Regions from separate parts of the Mus musculus genome. Here regions 1, 2 and 4 are each linked to region 3. A link is a contact called in public Hi-C and promoter capture Hi-C data. All regions are on one chromosome and are shown on one strand. The core of a region is the stretch at or near the end of the contact, and the rest is flanking DNA. Distances in the headings are between cores, read along the strand shown.

Region 1 (3,644 bases), core at 758-3,257, 7.1 Mb after region 3:
GAAGAAAATGGCAGCCATGGAAATTTGGTCAAATGATGACTTAAAGCAGACCCTGGTGGTCCATGCTTGTCATCCCAGCATTGGGGAAGTGGAGGCAGGAAGATCGGGAGGTTCATGGCTGTCCTTAGCTTCGTAATGAGTTAAACACTAGCCTAGTTAAGACCCTAATTAATAAAAAACAAGGAAGTGGCCACTCCAAGGTATGGTTGAGAAGGGTTTATTGTAGATATGAAGCTGACAACAAGAGGAGAGAGAGGTGGGAGAGTGAGAGAGGAACAGAAGAGGAGGTGCAAGGACTGGGAGATGAAGAGAGTGTGTAGCCACATTTTTTTTTTTTTTTATAGGGAGGAGAAAGTAGGGGAAGAGAAGCTGAAGCCCAGGCCCTGGGAGAGGTTTGGGGTAGGGGGCTGGTGAGAAGTGTTGGGAGGAGCCAAAGGTTCTGAGATGTGTTTCTTTGAGATCTAACATATTCTTTACCAAAACAAAACAGAAGAACACAAAAGAAGGGATTGGCTGTTGGAATAGAAAAGCTTTAAGATCAAAAGAATCCCTTCTCCCATGCTTAGCAAGGTATCTAAATTCTAAATTCCAGTGAAAGGTAAAGGGCACTTACAATATTCTTTCAAAAAAAAAAAAAAAGCCCACAAGCCTGGCAGTGGTGGCACATGCCTTTAATCCCAGCACTTGGGAGGCTGAGGCAGGCAGATTTCTGAGTTCGAGCTGAGGCAGGCAGATTTCTGAGTTCGAGGCCAGCCTGGTCTACAGAGTGAGTTCCAGTACAGCCAGGGCTACACAGAGAAACCCTTTCTCGACCCCCCCCCCCAAAGAATATTTCTTACTAAGTTATGAGGAAACTGGGTCCAGAACATGATCAAAAACAGTTCCTGTACAAGTGGGTGTCTTGGCTAGTTCCTGCTCCTTCAAAGAATGGTTCTTTTGTAGTTAAAATAGATTTTCTGGGCTGGGGGAGAGTATGAGACTGTCCATCAAAGATTACACATTTATTTACTTGGTGTGTGTGTGAGTGTAGTGTGTGTGTTTGAAGAGGACAACTTGTGGGAGTTGGTTCTTTCCTTCCATCAGACTGTCAGTCTTGGTGACAAACCTTTAACTGCTAAAGTTTGTCAATCTCTCCCTTTCGATGGTTAAGAGCCCTCACGCCACCACAGACGATACTCTTTCAAAGAAATAACAGGAAGTACTCCATCCAAGCTCATTCAGAAAGTGCACTCGGTGATCAGGTGGAGAAGCAGCTGGCAGGAGCTACAAGGTGAACTCTGGCCTCTTCAAGACTGCTCAAGACCAGAGAGATCTTCATGATACTCATTGGGAGGATAGGATAGCTGTGAGGCAGATCATGTACAAGGACTTCAAAGCCCTGAAGCACGTTCATAGCTGAAGTGTAGTCCCTGGTTGAAGGTTACAGTAACACGCTTTTCTTTTCTTTTCTTTTTTTTTTTTTTGGTAGATTTATTTATTTTATGCATATGAGTACATTGCATTTCAGACACACCAGAAGACGGCATTAGTTCCCATTATGGATGGTTGAGAGCCAACATGTGGTTGCTGGGAATTGAACTCAGGACCTCTGGAAGAGCAGTCGATGCTCTTAACCGCTGAGCCATCTCTCCAGACCCGAAGATAATATTTTTATTCATTAATATTTATTTAGATTATAGTCTTTTATTATTTTTCATTTATCGGATTACATTCTCTCGCCATTCTTCCCCATTCAGTTTATGCATGCTCTTTGTTGAGCAGACAGAAGTATAACTTCCCTCCCTTGCTTGAAGTACACAGATAACATGGATAAGCAAACCGCGCCACTCGCTGGCCCCGCCTTCTACGAGCCAAGTGTCCCTAAGGACCCCCCCCCCGCCCCCCCAACCGGCTGTTTTCCTAGATGCCTATCTGCGAATCCCCACCTCCTTAATTGGAGCTGCCTATCAGCCGGCCTACGGCCACGGGCCACTGAAGCCCCTACGTAGGGCTGTTTCCGGAGATGCCTACGTGCGGGCGGCAGGCGAGGCTCGGCCCTGCCGTCGGGATTCTGGGCAAGAGCGCGGCACGGGACTGTGCGCGCGGCGCTTCAGGCATTGCGGCGGGCAGCCCGGGCTCCGGTGCGCCGCGGGTGTGGGAAGACCCCGGCGCCAGCCTTGGCGCAAGGGCTAGTGGACGCGGCAGTGGCGACGGCGACGGGCGTTGCGAGCGAGTCCGCTACTTGTTTGTGGGTCGTACTTCTTCGGCGGTGCTCCGGTGCTGACTGATTGTAGGGCAGCCAGCGCCATGTCTGTGAGCGAGATCTTCGTGGAGCTGCAGGGCTTTTTGGCTGCCGAGCAGGACATCCGAGAGGCGAGCCCCCTTCCTCCCCATCTCCTTTTTTTCTTTTCCTAGCCAGGCTGGTCCAGTTGGCCTGGTCCTGCTCGGTCTCTCGTTTTCAGGCCCGATGGGTTTAGGTTAGGCCGCCTCTTGGTTCCGGATTCGACTTCTCAGCGTCATGTACCTCTTAGAATATCACCTTTCCTAGTTCAGTATTCCAGTCCCAGGCTCGGTTAACGCCCGTGGCTAACCAGCACATCTTTTCTATATTGGCTGCTGGTATTTTTTTTTTTTTAAATAGCACTTGCGGTCTTTCTTTAAGCAAAAAGCTCTTCTGTAGCTTCTCATCCCGCATAAAAAATTTAAAAAAAATCTAGATTCTCCGGTGGCTCACAAGGTCTCTTTCCCCGCTCTCCTTTTATTTACACTCGTTACTGTGTGTGTGTTTAAGTTAACTTTTTATTCGTCTAATGCTCCAGATATTGCTCTGTCTGAGGACCCTTGGTTGTATTATCTGCTTTTGCTGGAATTAGTTTATTTTCTGCTCTCTGGCTGTTTTCCTTTTGCGCGTGAGACAGGATCTTGATGTGTAGTAGCCTTGGGTGACCTCGAACTCGAACCTGTAGCCTTCAGCGTTTTCAGTGCTGAAATTAACACGTGCAAAATTTATAGTCCTTATTTTGACTGCTTTTCTGTTAGCTCCTAAAATCGTGAGAAATTGAGAAAAAAAAACCCATTTATCCGTCCTATTGCTAGAAGGAGTTGCTTGCGTCTCTGATGTTTGCATAATGCCCATAACTAAATGTGCTCAGAGAATGTGTGCAAAATGAATGAATGAAAATCAGTCACCACTTTGTATTTAAGTTTTTGTTCTATAGAGAACATTTACATTGTCAGTTATTCATTTATATAGTGTCTCAGTTGGGTTCTTGAGCAGGTGGCTATTTTTCTTTCACGGCTACTTGTAGAATTTGAGGCTTTTTTAGCAGCTCCTTGAGTTGTGACAAGAAGAAATTACTGGAAGAGTTTGGATTCACACCTGAAGAATCCCTTCTTGTGAAAGTCTGAGAGCTGTGACTGAATGTGAGGGTGTGGTAGCATGTTTGTAGGCGACTCTGCTGAAGATTACACTGACCTTATCTGGCTTTTGTTTTTAATTCTCTCTAGGAAATACGAAAAGTTGTACAGAGTTTAGAACAAACTGCTCGAGAGATTTTGACCCTACTTCAAGGGGTCCACCAGGGTACTGGATTTCAGGACAGTAAGTTTTTTTGCTTTGATGTTTGAAAAAATTTTTAAATTTTTTTGTCCAACATATCACTCTT
Region 2 (3,440 bases), core at 132-2,631, 5.2 Mb after region 3:
TCCATAGTCACTGTTTTACTTAATGGTCAAAATAGGGAACACTGGGGATGTAGGCAAAGTCCAAAGTCTTGCTTATTATGTATGAAGTCCTGGGCTCCAACCAAAGACCCACATAAACTGGACATAGTAGAGTATCCCTGTAATCCCAAGTACTGGGGAGGCAGGGGCTGAAGGATCAAGGGTTCAAGGTCTTTCTTTAAGACCAACCTGGTCTAAGTGAGACCCTCAGAGTAGGAAAGAAGCCTTCCCAAGGTCACACTGTTAGCATGCGGTTAAACTCAAGTTCATATTTAGGGCAACCAACTGCTAACCTAGCCTTACTTGTTGATTCAGAGTGGGTAAATGTTGTCCAGGACTACAGGAGCTGATAGATGCCGACAACAGGGAATTGTATTTCCAAGGAAGTGGGATTTGGGTGGGTCAGGAGTATATTCAAACTCAGATGGAAAGAGCAGGCCAAGAGCAAGAGAGTCACAGGTCAGGGCATGAAGAAAGAGAAAACAAAACCAGTCTCTGTATTGGCCTGCACTGGACTCCATGTGATTCCAGAATCTAGCCCTACCCCCAAGAGGCTTTACTGTTAGGGACAGACATAAGAGGACTGCCAGTCAGAGCAATATGGACCTGCTCTAGTTGCTGGTCCTTATAAAGCCACAGACTGGGACGTGTGTGCTTAGCAACAGACTTCACTGGGCTGCAAGTTTGCTAGTTCTGACACGCTGAAGACAGTCAGATATGCCCATACACAAGCCCAGACAGCACCGTTCCTGAACTCTGGGCTGCCCTCAAAGCCTTGGAACCCAGCAGTCAGCAGCCAGCAGCGAGTGGGCGTGTGCCCTTATCTACCATTTCCAGTGAAATGATAATAGAGCGGTCTGTCCATCATCTTCTGCTATAGGCACTGTCTGGCATGTGGTGACAAAGAAGATCCCCCTATCAGCACAAACTGCTGAGAGAATTCTCGAGAAGCCTGTAACAGCCATGGTGATTGCAATGAATTACCCTCCTAGAAATTGATCATTCGCTACTTTCTGTTACCATAATGCTGGCTTTGTACCTCCAAGGGTCTCAGTGTCTCTGCCCAACCTCTCCATGACATTTATTCATTTTATGCATCCTGGCTTCAGCTTGCCATCCTGCCTCAATTCCTGTACCAAAGACTCTGCAGTCTGAGCCACTAATTACTTCAGTGAGGTTTCCTCCCCAAACAGGAAGTCTCCCGCAGAATTGCTCTCTCAGGGCACTCTCTAACCGAACATCAGCCACCTCTCCAGGGGCCAGTCCCTGTGGCCAGCTGTAGGTGGGCAAACTGAGAGGGGAGGTGTCCCAGTTACCCACGCCCTAGAAGGGCCCGTGGCCGTCCCAATTCTGAAAAACCCCAGTCAGACTGCCGAAGGTGGAGACTTTAGTCAGAAGAGGCGACTTGCAGCGGGGTTGTCTGGGCATTCTAAAACTTCAGACCTCCCCTGAGGCCAGATGGCGCAGTCACCTGTTGCTGGTAAGTCTGTTGGGGCTCCAGGGCAGCTACCAGATTCACTTACTAGTACGCCATCCTCTGGTCCACTTGAGAGTGCTGTTCTTTGAAGGTCTGCAGATTTTACCAGAGCCCAGAGAGAGCAGTGTTTCCCTGAGAGTTGCACAGCCTCAGCCTGGCAGCAAGGAGCACAGTAGAATAAGATCTTGTCAAAATAAAGCAGGAGATTGATTGTCTGCTGTGTGTATTTCAGGGCCACCTTCTCAGGGAGGGCGTTCAGGCAGTAAACACAAGAGCCTCTTCAGAGTGCAGGGCTCTGGTTTGCACACACAGAGAAAGCAGCGGCTTCGTGGGTTTTAGTGTGTGTTGCTTTAAAAAAAAATTAATGTTCATGATGTATTTCTGAGGAATGTGGGCCCGTCGGGAATTATAAATTTTACACAGAACTGCCGGCTGCGAGTAATCGAACTGGATTTTTCTAGAAGGATTTGAAAAGCTAGATGTTTGTAAAAGCTCTATCAATTATTCATTTGCTTTTATTCTGCAAAGTGATGTGGAGAGAAAATGCTGTTTTCTAACAGATCAAACTTGTGTGCATGAGTGTGTGTGTCTGTGTGTGTGTATGTGTGAGTGTGTCTGTGTGTGTGTGTGTCTGTGTGTGTGAGAGTGTGTGTGTGTGAGTGTGTGTGTGTGTGTCTGTGAGTGTGTGTGTGTCTCTGTGTGTGTGTGTGAGTGTGTGTGTGAGTGTGTGTGTGTGTGAGTGTGTCTGTGGGTGTGTGTGTGAGAGAGAGTGAGTGTGTGTGTGTGTGTGTGTGTGTGTGTGTGTGTGTGTGTGAGTGAGTGTGTGTGGGGGGAGGCCTGGCTTATGTGCATGGACTTTGTTTCCTCTTCGGCAGGCACAAAACTGCCATCCTTTTAAAAAAAAATAATGATTTTTATGATGTCTAAATAACAATCCCAGGTAGTATTGCAAGAAACGTAACAGCAAAATGTTTGTAAGAGTCCATCTGATAGGGGAGATGCCCACAGAGAAAACAGAAGTGTGCCACTTAGGACATGTTTGATGTCATTAGCTTTTATTTTGTTTGGGGCAGAGCCTGCTGTAGCCCAAGCTGGTCTCAACCTCATCATGTAACTAAGGACAATTTGGAACTTCTCATTCTCCTGCCTCTACCGCCCAAATATGGAAATGACAAATACACACTACCACGATGTTTGTATGGTTCTAGGGATATAACTCAGGGCTTCCTGTATACTCCATAAGCTCTCTACCAATCAGCCTCCATCTCCAGATCTGCCACTACATTTTACATGCTAATTTCAGACTGGTAGCCTCTTTTCTCTCACCTCACCTTGGGAGGTAGACACGGGTTGGGCAAGGAAAGAGACTGTGGTCTCTGAGCCTAGGAAGGAACAAAGGCCTGGGTCTAAGTGAACGCCTACTTAAGACCCAGGATGGAGGACAGCCACACTCTAAAGGAACAGCAAGAAGAGGGACTGGGAAATTGTTCCCAACAGCTCAGAGAGAAGATAAAGGACACAGGAAGGAAACAGACTTAAATCTAGAACCTGGTGCTGGCCAGGTGACATCTGTAGCACCCACATACAGAGCCTCTGCCCTTGCCACCCAAGATGTCAGTTGGATGCTGAGACTAGATTAAGGCAGAGCCAGCTCTGGGACCGAGAGGTGCTCCCTTTGCCTGTCTGGGCCTTAGTTTATGATGCATAAAGTAGAAGCATCCTCTGTAGGTCATATCCCAACACACATCCAAAGTCATGTATTGCTGCACAGTGAGATCTGCCCTTGTCTTCTAATCTCTTCTCATTCGACCCTGAGGATTTGGGTTGTTCAGGGACCAGACACTTACAGAGAGACATGCTGGCTGCCTCCCTCAGTAGCCTTATGCCCCCAAGGAAACCTTGGATTACTACTTAGGGAAGTCATGTGTCAGAAAGAGGGAGAAGG
Region 3 (3,508 bases), core at 807-3,306:
CCCCTCAGGTCAGCTTACCTAACCTGATAACAGAATTTTCTGCATTGAATAACACATCTTTTCTTAATGTATTATTATGGTCTCATATAAGCAAACCTAGATTAGCCTGCTCAAAATATGCTCTCCAGTACAGTATGGCACAGGGGGTATGGGGGTGACCAAACACTTTTGGATGAGGCCTGCTCTTCAGAAGGGAATTTAGGCAGATTATGCTAAACCTGTCCAAACCTCCCATGGTTTAGGCCGTCACAGGCTGTATAGGGAAACCTGTTGCCCTACTCAATAGACCTGTTGTAATATTACCTTGTAAACACTGATATTTCTACACATATCATGCTGAGGGTAGGTGACTACTGACCATCAGCCTTAGATGGTCCATCTATGCAGACCCTCACCACTCCACAAAGCTCGGGGAGCATCATGGAGGAGGGGATGGGGGTGCATAGAAGATGCTGTCTTCTGGACATGACACAGATTTTGCAGTTATAGTTTCCTGAAGATCTAGCCAAGATCAGTCAGCATTTCAACCAAACTGACTGGATTCAGGAGATTACCAAAAAATAAATGAAAATCAGAGGGGACAGGAAGGGAGGAGGAAGAAGAGGAAGAAGAGGAAGAGGAGAAAAGGAGGAGGAGGAGGAGGAGGAGGAGGAGGAGGAGGAGGAGGAGGAGGAGGAGGAGGAATACATTGGGATATCCAGGGGAGCCAGAGAGAAGGTTCTGGGTAAATTCAATCAAGATATAGCATTTACATGTATGGGATTGCTAAAGAATAAATAAAAGACAAGCCTGTTGGGAAGGAAAGCTATTAACTTTCCAGGTTCCTGCTGATGAGAAAGTAAATTCTCAGGTTCTACTGCACATTGATTTTGCCTAATCCCCTGGGAGATGACCCAGCAACATACTTTAAGCTTTCTATGTTACTCTGATGTATTCAAGTTTTAAAAGTATTACTTTTTAAGTCTGTGATGTAAAAAAATACATATCTTTTTCTCATCTTTCTTTCTTTTTCTTTTTCTTTTTTTTTCCAACTAGAAAAAGTTGGTATCACGTTAACAGCACTCCACAGAAGGAAATTCATTGTCACTTCAACCGGAATAGAGGCCACCTGCACAGAGTCTATTTTGTAGAACACAACCTCTGGGACACTGGCCTTTCTTAAAGGCCGGAGATAATCTCACTACTCTTGAAAGAAGTTTATCATCACCCCAAAACCCAAATAAAGGCCATTTGTACAGGCTATGTAGAGCATAACCTCTGGGAAACTTGATTTTTTAATTTTTGTTTTATATTTTCTTATGAGGGGGAGGATGTGCGCAAAATCAAAGAACAACTTGTGGGGGTCTTTTCATTCCTTCCAGCATGTGGATCTCCAAGGGCTCAAACTCAGGTTAGTGAGTGCAAGCATCTTTACCTGCTAAGCCATGTCACTGATCCAACACTTGCCTTTCTTGGAAGACACACAGGAATCCCCAAACCCTGAAGAAGGTGGGTTTGTTATTGTTCAACCTAACGTCTTGGATCCTTGCCTGTCTTAAAAGCAAAGGCCCACCATTTTGGGGAGCTTGCAAACTACAATGCAATAGTATAACTGACATAAATCTCAGGACACATCCCTTTTCTGACTGCTCACCTACAGCGATTATGGGGACATGCCGCTGACCACGTTTCCAATTAGCCCTTCACCCCACAGTAGAAAGCCTCCTGCCCATGGCTCAAGTTAGCAGAGAAGAAACACACTCAACACCCACCACCACCAAAAGCCAGCTTCCTAACTAAATAACTGCCTGACTTCTGGGCTGCCACCGGCCAGAAAATGCGAACTGGAATCTTCGCAAGTCGGAAGCGGAGCCGCGACCCACAGCTGCGCGCCACTGCGCATGCGTAGCCGCTTCTGGACCCCCTTCAAGCTCAGCTTGGCTTCTGGGCTTCCAGCTATTTGAAAACCCAAAGTGGACTTTCTGGCTATCCGGAAGGGAGCCGGGGCCGGGCGGCCGCACAGTACATCGCACGCACGCGCGCGCGTGCTCGCTCCTCCCACCCGGAACCGGAAGTGGGAGCGATCGCGGCCTGGGGCCTGGCCTGGCCGGGGCGTCGGCAGCGGCGGCCATCTTGGCTCCCCGCGGAAAGGCAGTGCGAGGGGGAAGAAGTTGTAGGGTGGGGGCGGGAGCGAGGAGGAGGAGGAGGAGGGCGGAGAGCGGAGGGGTAGAGGAGGAGGCCGCGGCAGGGTAGGGCGGGGACAGCCAGCCTGCCGGCCGGCCAGCCTGCTGGGCTTGCGGAAGTACTAGCCGACTGCTCACTCGCTCCTGCTCGGGCTTCCCACAGCTCCCTCCCTTCCTCCCTCCCTCCCGACCGAGGGCGGCCCGGGCCGGTGCATGGTCAGCCAGCTCCCATCTCTAGCTCCCCGGCCTCTCAGCAGCACGGAACGGACGGCAGCGGCGGGCGAGGAGGAAGATGGCGGGACGGCTGCCGGCCTGTGTGGTGGACTGTGGCACGGGGTACGGCGGGTCTTCGGGGTGGGGGAGACTGAGGCCGGGGACGGGCGGAGGAGGGAGATGAATGGGGGGAGCCGGCCAGACTGGCGAGGGGTGGTGCCGGGAGCCTCCCGGGACAGAGATCTTTTCCAGGCCCTTCCTTTCCGAGGAGGCCGTCTGGCCCACCTGGCTGTCCTTTCCCTTCTCTCCCCTTTGCTGCCTGTGAAGCAGGGCACCCACCGAGGACCTCCAGACCTAGGAGCAAGGAAAAGAGAGAGAGAGAGAGAGAGAGAGAGAGAGAGAGAGAGAGAGAGAGAGAGAGAGAGAGAGAGAAGCGCTCCTTGCAGATTTTGCAAGATCGCGGTGACAACTCTCGATCTCTTAGGGCGTGTGGGTGGGGAGAGCGACGAACCAGGCTGTGAAAATGGGAAGCTAGCATGGGGGGCTTTTGCAGCGGACCCACGCGCCGCCTGGTTTCCGCCCACACCCATTCGTAGCCATCTCCCACTACCCATTGAACCAAGTCAGTTCCAGCGAGGAGGATCTCACGGGGGTTATAGCTCTTGCCTCAAAAAAGTCCCTTGGTGAGCAAGCGCGCTGCAACTTCCTTAGTTTTGTCAAAGCCGCTTCCTGCTTTCCGTCTTTTATAGCCTTATAAGGTAGTTTTTCGTCTCGAACGTTACCACGTCTTATTAGAACTTTCAAAATTAAGCAGGTTGCATAAAGAGTACATTATGAGTGGTAGGTATCAATATGTCTGAACTAGAAAAAAAAATGTTCTTGTGTGTCCACGGAGGGAGACAGAGGGGAGAGAAGGGACGCACCCTGGAACCTAAACGTTTGTTCACGTTCGTTTTGTGACTGTGTCTTGAAAACTGAAAGGGGGTATAAAGGAATGTGTTTGATTTAAAGTAATTGTTTCTGATAGTAGTGTGGTTGACTAAAATGACTTTAAAGTAGTGGTTTTGTATTAATGAACCTTGTCAAGAGTTACAACTTGCTCTGGGTAGTGACCTAGAGAGAAGACTGTACAT
Region 4 (3,716 bases), core at 138-2,637, 5.3 Mb after region 3:
AAATGAACAACCTCTGCCATCACCTATTCAGCTTACTTCGTTCTTACTTCTGCAGCTCTGTCGTGTTTTACTTAGTTGTACTTCCTCATTGCCCCGCTGTAGTCTTTTGTCCCGGGACACATATTCTTGGATTTGAATGCCGTCTAAACTCAACCCTCTGAACCTGCTGTGCACTCCTAAGCATGTTCTCCCTAACACTCTGGGTTTTCTCAATTTCTCTGACCTCCGTGTCTAGCTTAAAAGGCATAACTTAGGCAGAGGCAGGCGGATTTCTGAGTTCGAGACCAGCCAGAGCTATACAGAGAACCCCTGTCTTGAAAAACCAAAAAAAAAAAAAAAAAAAAAAAAGGCAAAACTTTTCCCCAGTCTCCTCTCCCCAGTGGATGTCAACATTTTCAGCTTGTCTGTCCTGTGGGTTTTTTACCTCAAACTTTTAATATAATTGTCCTCAAGCTTCCTTCCGAATCAGTTTTAAATTATTTCACTAATGAGACTAAGAATTCAAAGACCTCAGTGTCCACAGTAACTCCTGCTTACTCCTGCTTCTGCTAGAATGCTCCTTCCGACTTGCAGGACTCGCTCAAACAGCATCTTCTCCCCAACCCCTCTCCACACACATCAGTTATAACTTCCAACTCTTTACTTTTTAAACTAAATCAACTATGAACCCACTATAAGACGCTGCAAAGTAGCAAAGATTCGTCTGTTTGTCCTCTGCTGCGTGTCCAAGGTCTAGGAGTCGGCAAGCATCAGGTCACGTGTTTAAAAACCATTTGAAAAGTTATTCACTTAACCAAGGCTCGATGGGCACCTCTTCTTGTGCAAGTTTGTTATATCACATTGTCTCCGCCTTTATAAAGCACTGATGGAACACAAGACTGCGTTAGGGGTGCAGGACCGACAAGTATGGGCAATGTCAAAGAATATGCCAGAAGTTCAGAAGAAAAGGCCTAGATATGGACTTGGTCCAGCGGGCCACCATTGCGCTGTGCACCGGGGATTCTTCCCTGGATTTTCCGAAAGGGGTCGGGGCATCCCATTTTCTAGTCGGATAATTTACTCAACCAGCGATGCAACTTCCGGCCTCTTTCCAATCCGCATGAGAGTTAAAGGGAAAGAATCATACTGATTTCTGCTCTCCTCCCGCAGCACCCCATTTCACGCGTTCTCAGTGCCTGCTAGCTCCTGCCCAACTGCCCTGACGGAGAATGTCCCGTCCGTCCCTTCCCCCACGGAAAAAAAAAAAAAAACGAAACGCGTCCCACCTGCTCCCAACGTGCCCCGCGGCTCCTCCCCGCGCGTGCGCAATAAACTCCCTCTTGGGTCCGGGAAGGGTTGGAGCGCTCCGCTAGGATGGACACGCCCCCGAAAGCAGATCCGACTTCTGATTGGCTGCTGCCGCTCGCCCGAGCTCAGTTGGAACGCCGGGGTTGTGCTTTTAAAGGCGCTAGCTGGTGCGCTCTGTGACTTGATTGCTGCTGCTTCTGAGCTTGCTCCCGCGCTTTCGGCATCCGTATCACCTCACCAGTATGTCTCAGGTACTGCGTGTGCCCCGCCGGGCTGCGAAGATGCTGTGGGTTTGGGGACAGCCGGGTCTATTTCCTCAGATATCCCGCAGCTCTTCTGGGATCCGAGCCCAGCTCATAGCCTGGGGAGCGGAACTTTTTCCCTTGCAGATATGTAAAACTGCCACCCACGCCGGAACTGCCAGAGAGTTGCCGGTGGGCTGAACTCCTGGGTGAAGCAGGAACAGGGTCCTCGAAAGAAAGATGGGGCGTAAGAGGGAAGGAAGGACAGGGAAGATTGAATCCCACACTGGGAAGAACCGAATGGAATAGAGGGGCACTCATACAGGCCCTGGCTGAAGAGCCTGGAGGTCGGGGAAGGTATTTAGTCTTGTGCCTGGCCTGCCCCTGTACAGAAGAGATGTGAGTAGGTGAGGTGGTCCAGAAGCCTTTTCCTTCCCTCCAGTGGAGACCACTACCGAGGACTGAGCCCTGTAGGGCGATCTCTGACTCCTCCCACTTGCCTCTCCCTAATCTGGGCACTGGGACAGAGGTCAACGCTGAACTCCAGGCCCCTGTAGGAAGGGACCAGCTGGCTCCAGACACTGGATTCCACCGCATTCCTCTCCTGAACTCTGATCGACTGTTTTGATCACACCACGTTTCCCCTTACTGCCCAGTCAATCTCCGCTGATCATAGGTCGGGCTTTACTGGAACCCCAGCAATTGTTGGATCTGGGCCAGTGGTGGCCCAGGCAGTTAGTTGGGCAAGAAAATTTTCAAGGGCGTGCACTTCCACTGTGAGCCAAAACTATTCCCAGCACTTGACACAGTGCTGTAACTGCTTGAGTGGACAGGTGGGCCTTAGGGAATCCTGGCAAGAAGAGGGAATATGGGAGGCATCCCTGGGCCTCTCCCACTCAGGCAACCTACATCTCGTTCCTCTCCCTCTCCCTCACTCTTAGGCTGAATTTGACAAAGCCGCTGAGGAGGTGAAGCGCCTCAAGACTCAGCCAACTGATGAAGAGATGCTGTTCATCTACAGTCACTTCAAACAAGCTACTGTGGGCGATGTAAATACAGGTATGCCCAGCTTCTCATCAGAGCGGGCCAAGTTGGCTCGGCAGCCCGGGAGTCTGAGAACTTCGCCTTCCGACTGCCAGAGGCAGGCTGTGATGACAGAACATTGGTATGGAGACCTTAAGCTGAGAGATTGTCACCTGCAAAGACCATCTCCCTAAACTCTTAGTGACTCTGGGAGCAGAGTCAGTGTGGGTTTACAAGGACTTTACTGATTATCTCAGCATCTACTCTGAAGGCAGCAAAGGCTCCAGCCTTGTTGCTCAGCAGTCGCTTTCTCGAGCCTCCCGTTTCCATCAGATGAACAGGGTCATGGAGTGCTTGGCCTCTTTCCCAAGCCGAATAGATGAGCAGATACATCATATCTGGTACCCTGGGGCAAGGCAGAAGTGCTGCTGGCCCAAGTCTGCCCTATCCAGGTGACTTTTCTCCCTATCCAAAAATCTTGGGCAGATTTTTCTTTTTTGCCAAGTATTGTAGGTTGATGGGCCAGCCTGTCTCTGCCTCTCCAGCACTGTTATAAGCACAGGCTGCTGCGTGGCCTTATATTTGTTTCCCTCCCACATGGGTTCCGGGAGTCAAACTCACACCCTCGTACTTTACTGGCTGGCCTGTCTCTCCAGCCCCTTGGTATAGCTTTTGAAACTATGCTGTGGGTTACCTTAGTCTATGATACTGTCTTTTCTGTGCCTTGAGCAGTGGCTATAGCCTGAGATAGCAACACAGTGTGTTCCAGCAAGGACTCATGACAGCATAGAAGAAAATGTATGCCTCAGTCACCCACCAAGCATGGCCTCCAATTCCACTGGAGCTGGAGTGGCTAGCCAAGCAGGTCAGAGATTTGAGGGCTTATAAACATCCAGGAAGGAGAAGCCAGTGGGAAGGGAACAGAGAGCTGTGGATGCTTTCTGCTAGATAGTATTTTCCCAGAGCCTGGCCTCTAGCCACGCTATTGGTACTTGCTGGAATATAAGCATCAGTAGACTAGCTTGGAATCCACCCTTGCCTGGTCAGGGAACCGGCTTGTTTGTTTGTTTGTTTTTTGCTGTACTGGTTCAATACAACAAAGACTAGCCACAAGTGGTTATATGGGTTTTAGCTGAAAACAGCTAAACCTAAGTAATGCCAAAA

Evidence for each region. Promoter capture Hi-C pulls out the DNA fragments that hold promoters and counts their contacts. A called contact is a pair of places that touch in the nucleus more often than the background predicts.
Region 1: a contact with region 3 is called in a Hi-C map of B cells, with 5 read pairs. The contact joins the promoter of Tsn here to the promoter of Actr3 in region 3. A contact is called at or near these places in 1 of 39 promoter capture datasets (cranial neural crest) and 1 of 484 Hi-C or Micro-C datasets (B cells).
Region 2: a contact with region 3 is called in a promoter capture Hi-C map of pre-B cells, with 3 times the contacts expected there. The contact joins the promoter of Steap3 here to the promoter of Actr3 in region 3. A contact is called at or near these places in 3 of 39 promoter capture datasets (maxillary cranial neural crest, pre-B cells and second pharyngeal arch cranial neural crest) and 1 of 484 Hi-C or Micro-C datasets (the G1E-ER4 cell line).
Region 4: a promoter capture Hi-C map of pre-B cells shows a contact between it and region 3. The contact joins the promoter of Dbi here to the promoter of Actr3 in region 3. A contact is called at or near these places in 2 of 39 promoter capture datasets (cranial neural crest and pre-B cells) and 2 of 484 Hi-C or Micro-C datasets (B cells and muscle stem cells).

Annotation. Positions count from the first base shown.
Region 1 is chr1:118,309,709-118,313,352 of GRCm38.p6, reverse strand. Tsn (translin) reads left to right here and starts at 2,007. Exons shown (of 6, transcript NM_011650.4): 1 at 2,007-2,352; 2 at 3,487-3,580. The coding sequence starts at 2,287.
Region 2 is chr1:120,256,819-120,260,258 of GRCm38.p6, reverse strand. It overlaps Steap3 (STEAP family member 3), which reads left to right and starts at 1,381. Exons shown (of 5, transcript NM_001379355.1): 1 at 1,381-1,498. The coding sequence starts at 1,477.
Region 3 is chr1:125,434,275-125,437,782 of GRCm38.p6, reverse strand. It overlaps Actr3 (ARP3 actin-related protein 3), which reads left to right and starts at 2,056. Exons shown (of 12, transcript NM_023735.2): 1 at 2,056-2,498. The coding sequence starts at 2,455.
Region 4 is chr1:120,118,767-120,122,482 of GRCm38.p6, reverse strand. It overlaps Dbi (diazepam binding inhibitor), which reads left to right and starts at 1,387. Exons shown (of 4, transcript NM_007830.4): 1 at 1,387-1,538; 2 at 2,471-2,588. The coding sequence starts at 1,530. It overlaps 3110009E18Rik (RIKEN cDNA 3110009E18 gene), which reads right to left and starts at 1,296. Exons shown (of 6, transcript NM_028439.2): 1 at 1,266-1,296.